Linked DNA regions of Sus scrofa: region 1 is linked to region 2. Evidence: chromatin contacts called from public Hi-C data. All regions are on one chromosome and are shown on one strand. Each heading gives the region's core, a stretch centred on a gene start, on an enhancer-like site or on the middle of the called end of the contact. The rest is flanking DNA. Distances are from core to core; before and after follow the strand shown.

What was found. A called contact is a pair of places that touch in the nucleus more often than the background predicts.
Region 1: a contact with region 2 is called in a Hi-C map of epiblast stem cells, with 2.0 times the contacts expected there. The contact joins the promoter of PCGF2 here to the promoter of PLXDC1 in region 2. A contact is called at or near these places in 5 of 47 Hi-C or Micro-C datasets (embryonic fibroblasts, epiblast stem cells, heart right ventricle and 2 more) and 1 of 2 datasets of contacts at active chromatin or transcription factors (alveolar macrophages).

What each region holds. Positions count from the first base shown.
Region 1 is chr12:23,361,282-23,363,981 of Sscrofa11.1, reverse strand. PCGF2 (polycomb group RING finger protein 2) reads right to left here and starts at 1,351. Exons shown (of 10, transcript XM_021067066.1): 1 at 1,086-1,351.
Region 2 is chr12:23,071,933-23,074,632 of Sscrofa11.1, reverse strand. It overlaps PLXDC1 (plexin domain-containing protein 1), which reads right to left and starts at 1,341. Exons shown (of 14, transcript XM_021067058.1): 1 at 1,068-1,341. The coding sequence starts at 1,143.

The DNA of each region.
Region 1 (2,700 bases), core at 102-2,601, 290 kb before region 2:
TCCCAGGCCCCCCTCTTTCCCTACCTCAAGCCATCCGGAGCAATTCTGGGCAGACGGGGGCAGTGGGGGTGGGGGAGAGGCGTGCCTGGGCCCCCCGCGGAGACAGGAGGGGCAGGGGTGTCTGCTGGCCCAGGGGTCCCAGCCCCTCAGAACTAGAAGCAGGAGGGCCTAGGAGGGGAGGGAGCAGCCGGGCCCCAGCGTGGAAGAGGAGCCAGTCCGCCAGACCCCTCTGGCCTCTGCGGGCGATGGAAAACATCTCCCCCACCTCCCATCTACCCCTCCACCTCGGCTTCCCCAGGAGCCTAAGTCACAGGATCCGGGACCCCAGTTACTGGGTGGCCGCTCCTACCTTCCCTAGAGCCAAACTTTCGGCGGGGCCCAAGGAGGGGTGTTCCGGAGAAAGAGGCTCCTCCGAGGTGGTTCGGGGGGAGGGGGCGGGGCGCCTAGTCCGGGGATGAGGGGGGGGGAAAGGGACCAGCTGGGGGAGGTGCCGAGAGGACCGAAGCCCCGCGGGGAAGAGCGCCCTCCCCCGGCCCCGCAGCCATCGAAAAGCTCGTCCCCTTCTTCCCCGCGTCAAGTCCTCGCGCGTCCACGACGCCCCAGCGCCCACGGAAGAAGCCGAGAACGGCCCCCTCCCCAGAAAGGGGTCGTGGGGGAGAGCCAGGGGCTGCTCCGGCTCATGGGGAGGGCTGGAGGGGCTGAGATCCGCCCCAGCGCGGAGCCCCGAAGCCCCTGTGGCTGCCTCGGACCCTTCCCCTCGCTACCTCGGGTGCAGGGTCTAGGGGGGCTGCGGCACAAAGAGGTGGTGGTCGACGGAGACGCCAAATCATTAAAAGGGGGAATCCACTTCGGCCATCTTGGAAGGGAGGAAAAGGAAAAGGGGAGAGAAAAACGGGAGAAAGAAAGGCGGACGGGGCGAGCTAGGAGAGGGGCCGGCGGGGGTGGGGCGGAGACCAGAGACCAGGCCCGGCTCAGAGCCTCCCCCACCCGGGTTTGCAAAGGAGGAGAGACCGGCCCCGAGTCCCAGTCCGCAGATGGTTACCGGGGAGAAGAAGGAGAGGAGAGGGGAGTCTGCGTCCTCTTACCTGGGTTCAGGGTCCGGTGGGTCCCGGGGAGGGGGGGATGGGAGGGAGGGAGGGAAGGGAGGGGAGGGGGGGCCGCAGCCGTGTCGCTCGCTCGGGCGGCGGGAGGGGAGAAACACACGGTAAGAAAGGAGTTTGTGAAAGCGGCTCGGGGTGGGAGGGAGAGAGGGGAGGGGAGGGGACGGAGGGGGGAGGGGAGGGACTGGGGCTCGGAAGGGGGGGGAGACAAAATGGCTTTTTTCCTCCCGACTAGAGTAGGTCCCGCCCACTACTCACCCACGTGACCTCATTCCTTCAGGGTGTTTGCGGAGCGGGGAGGAGGGGGTAAGGCTACCGCGGCTGCCCCCCCACCCCCGGGTGCCGGGCCCCCCAAAACTAGGACACGACCTCAGCCTTCCCCATCTGCCCCTGACCCTGGAGGATGACTCCTCTTCTGTGTTACCCGCCTCAACCAACCCCTGCCTTCAAAATGTGGGTGCCCCCCACCCTCTGACCCTGCGATCCTCGCCCCTAGCTGGGGCGCCTGGAAAATGGTGAGATGAGGATTGGGCTGAAATGTGGCTCGCTCTGCAGTCCTCCACGCCTCGGCCTCGACCAAAAGGCACGGTGCTCGGGCTGGGGACACGACGCCCCTGGCCACGCGTCCAGATTATTTTCATTCACTCTAAGTGACACTCCCTTGAAATTAATAACTGCATGGGTGAGGGCGACCGTCTCCTCCCCACCCCCTACGTCCCCTCCGCGACGGATGGCCCGCTCGAAAACGCTGAGCCCGGGACCCACCCCGAGGGAGAAAACCGACGAGGCGGGGACAGAGGCAGAGGCCTCAGGCGGGGGGACGTCTAGCGGCTGGGGCTCGGGTTGCTGAGATGGAGGCTGGAGCCCCCGGTGTGCTTGGACGAAGAAAGGAAGGTAACCCGGGCCGGGAGATAAACAGAAGACTGCACAGCTCTGGCTCCGGGACCGGGACACGATAACGGGCTGAAGGCAAGAGGCCCGAATCCGAGTGCACTAGAAAACGAGGCGCGGGGCCTCGGAAGTGGGCCCGCGCTTTTTCCTGCTAGGTACTGATTCCCGCATTTTTCGCCCGCGCGCGGATCGCGTTCCTCGCTTTGCATAGTTGGTGCGCCTCGCTCGCCCTGGCAGCGGGAGGAGCCCGGTGAGCGCAAAGGCGGCTGGTATTCGCCGACTCCGACCGTCGCTCCGGGCTCCACCTCGCGCTCGAGCTCCGGTCTCCGGTGGCTCCTGCCTGGAGGAGAGAACGAAGGGGAAGCTTGGAAAACCTGGGAGCAGCAGCAGAGGCCAGCGCCAGGGAAGCCGATTGGTACTATGTTATTGGAGACTACAGTGGGCCTGCTTCATTACAACTGTCGATTCGCTTATTCCTTATTCAGAATTTATTAGGGAGGGTCTTTATGTCAGTCGCTACAAAGAGCTCGATTATCCGTCCAGAAGCGCCATTAAGCTCACTGGCGGTGGGTGGCTCGAGTTAGGAAATTAGGAAACGAATCTTGAACAAGCATCGGACCGCCTGCCTCCTCCTTCTACCCTCCTCGCTCGCAGCCCAGGCAGATCCAAAGCTGGGGACTCCGGACTGAATGCTTTCACCCTTTGGCTG
Region 2 (2,700 bases), core at 92-2,591:
ACCCAGGCGTGTCTCAACTACCTTCAGGGATTTTTAAAGTTAAGCACTCTGTCACTGACACTGTGTCTGATGCCAGCACACCCGAGACACAATAGCCCAACCCCAGCAACCCCCTTGCCAAGCCCTTCACCTCCTGCATCCCATTCCAGGAATATCTATGCCAAGGGGCTCCCCAATAACCCACCTCCCCAGCCCCAAAGAAGGTCTGGGTGCATGAGGAGAAAAGAAGAGAATGTAAAATTATTTGTTAAAAAAACAGTTCTCCTTTTATAACTGGAGAGATTCAAGGCAGAGCTCAGAAAGGACTTCCAAGTGGGAGCGATGATTGCAGTGAACTGCGGTGGAGAAGAGGGAGTGTGCAAGATAGGATTGCTCACCCTCAACCCCAGGTTAGAGCCAGGGTAGCTAAAGGCCAAGAGCCACCAGGGCAGAGCAAAGCAGGAGTGACAGGAGGACCCTGGAGGCCAGGGGATGGGAAAGAAGCAACTTGCTTCTTTCTGGGCCCAGGGCTGCTCTCCAAGTACCAGAGAGAGGAAGGCATTAGGCTCCTGCTGCCCTTGTTGGAGGAGAGATGCTGGGTCTCCTCCATCCCTCTGGCTGCTCCCACCCAGCCCCCAGCCTGGGTCAGCCGGCGAGTGGGGGCAGGGAAGAGGAAAAGGAGGCAAAACTGGGGCAGGAGGCACCCCCAGACTCCATAACTCATCAGAATTCAGCCTCACCCGGTGTGACCGGGGGTCCCTAGGACTCTCCCGCTGTCCCCTTTGGAGCCAGAGCCCACTCACTGCCTTATGGCTCCCCCGCTCCTGGGGTCCCTCCAGGAGGGAAGGAGAGATCGGGGCATCAGTGTCTGGCGCCTCCACCCTCACTCATACATACACCCCGTGTGTTTAGGAAAGTGGGGTCCCTGTCCACCTGCCACAGTCCACAGGGCTCTTCGCCTCCCGCAGACACTATCCCCCGCGTCCCGGACATCGCCAGCCTGCCCGGTCTTGCCCATGCCCCCGCCTGCCTGCCTGCCAGCGCCCCCGACCCCCTGGCCCACCCGGGCCAACTCCGGCCAGTCCTACCTGCTCCAGGCGGGGGGCTCAGCGCCCGGGCAGCCTCCCTGAACACCAGCACGAGGAGCCAGAGCTCGGCCCGCATGGTGGGGGCCAGGACCCGCCCCCGGCCCGCAGCTGCCCCCGGCCCGGGCTAGGGAGCGCGGTCCCCGGGGCTGGCAGGCGGAGGGGTGGGTGGCGGAGCGGCGGCGGATCGCGGGGCCCGCGAGCAGCGAGAGCCGCCGAGCGCCAGCCAGCGGGCGGAGAGCGGGCGCAGCAGCCTCGCGGGGCCGGGACCCGGGAGGGGGCGGGGCGGGGGCGGGGCGCCTCCGGAGCTCGCCCGGTCGCCCCGGGTCCTCCCAGCTCTGCCCAGCGCGCCCCGAGAGCTCCTGCCGCTGCACCCGAGGCGGGGGTGGGGAGGTGCGGAGGGAGGAGGAGGGGGACCGGGCGGGAGCCCCCTGGGCTGGGAGAACCCCCCGCAAAGAGCATCGGTCGCCCCCACACTGCACCTTAGCTCCTGCCTCCCTTCCCCTCCTCCACTCCTCGGGGAGCGGGCGGCAAAGCAAAGGTTGGAGGGGGCCAAATCCGAGGAAGGAACCCGCGCGCCCCTTCCTCGGACCACGGGCTGCTATCATCCACCCCCGACCCAGCTCTACCAGATTTCCCGACTTTCTGGGCTGTTCCTCGGAGATACCCATCCCCGCCCCAGGAATCTCCCCTTGCTGCAGAGGCCTGGAGTCCACGCCCTCCCATGGCTCCTCTCCACTTTATCCGCCACCCCCACCCCCCATCTCCCACTGCCAGCAACCTCTGGTCCCCCAGGCCAGCAGACACGGGGATGGACGGGGCCTGGCTCATCCCTACTTTGAAATAACCTGGACTTCTCCCCACACCCAGAAGGGGACCGAAGCCACCCTCCTCTCAGGGACCCCAGGCCTCCTTACGGCCCAACACAGTCACTCTCCAAAGCCTGCCCCAGAGCAAGGAAACGTCTCACTCCAACTGCCACCACTTATAACAGGCTCTAGGGATAGATCACTTTTTTTTTTTTTTTTCCCTTCCAGAGCAGAATAAAAATACCCACAACTTAGGAGATTTAATAGACAGCAGGGAATCAGGTCAGGACACGGAGGTACCTGTTCGCTCCCCGACCTACTTCGGGCGATGGCATGGAACTCAGGCGCTGGATGGTGAGAGAGTGAGCGGTGAGGGGGGCACCCTGACATATATGAGGCTGGGGCCCAGGGACTGGACAACGCAGAGGTGAGCGCCATTGAGGGAATTCCCCCAGGAAAAGGGTGTGCCCGGGGTCTGGAGGAGGAACAGCGTGGGCTGGAAGAGGCGGGTTGCCTGGCATTGAGACAAAGAGGGGACCAGAGAAGGAAACGAGAACTAGACTCCCTAAAAGTTCAGAATGCCAGTTCCTCCTTCCTCAGGACCCAGGGTCCCAGAAGCGACCTCCTCCAGCCCTAAGCCCTTATGCATTCACAATGGGACAACACGAGGTCTGTCTGTAAGTTCTTCTTGTTGTCTAATTTAAATTGAGATTTTGCAGACACAGGTTCAAAAAGGCTGCTGCCCCCAGCTGTGGCTTCTTGCTGCCCTCTAGTGGCCGCGTGACGAGCCGCAACGCGCGTGTTTTGCGGTTTTCCTCACTTTTCCA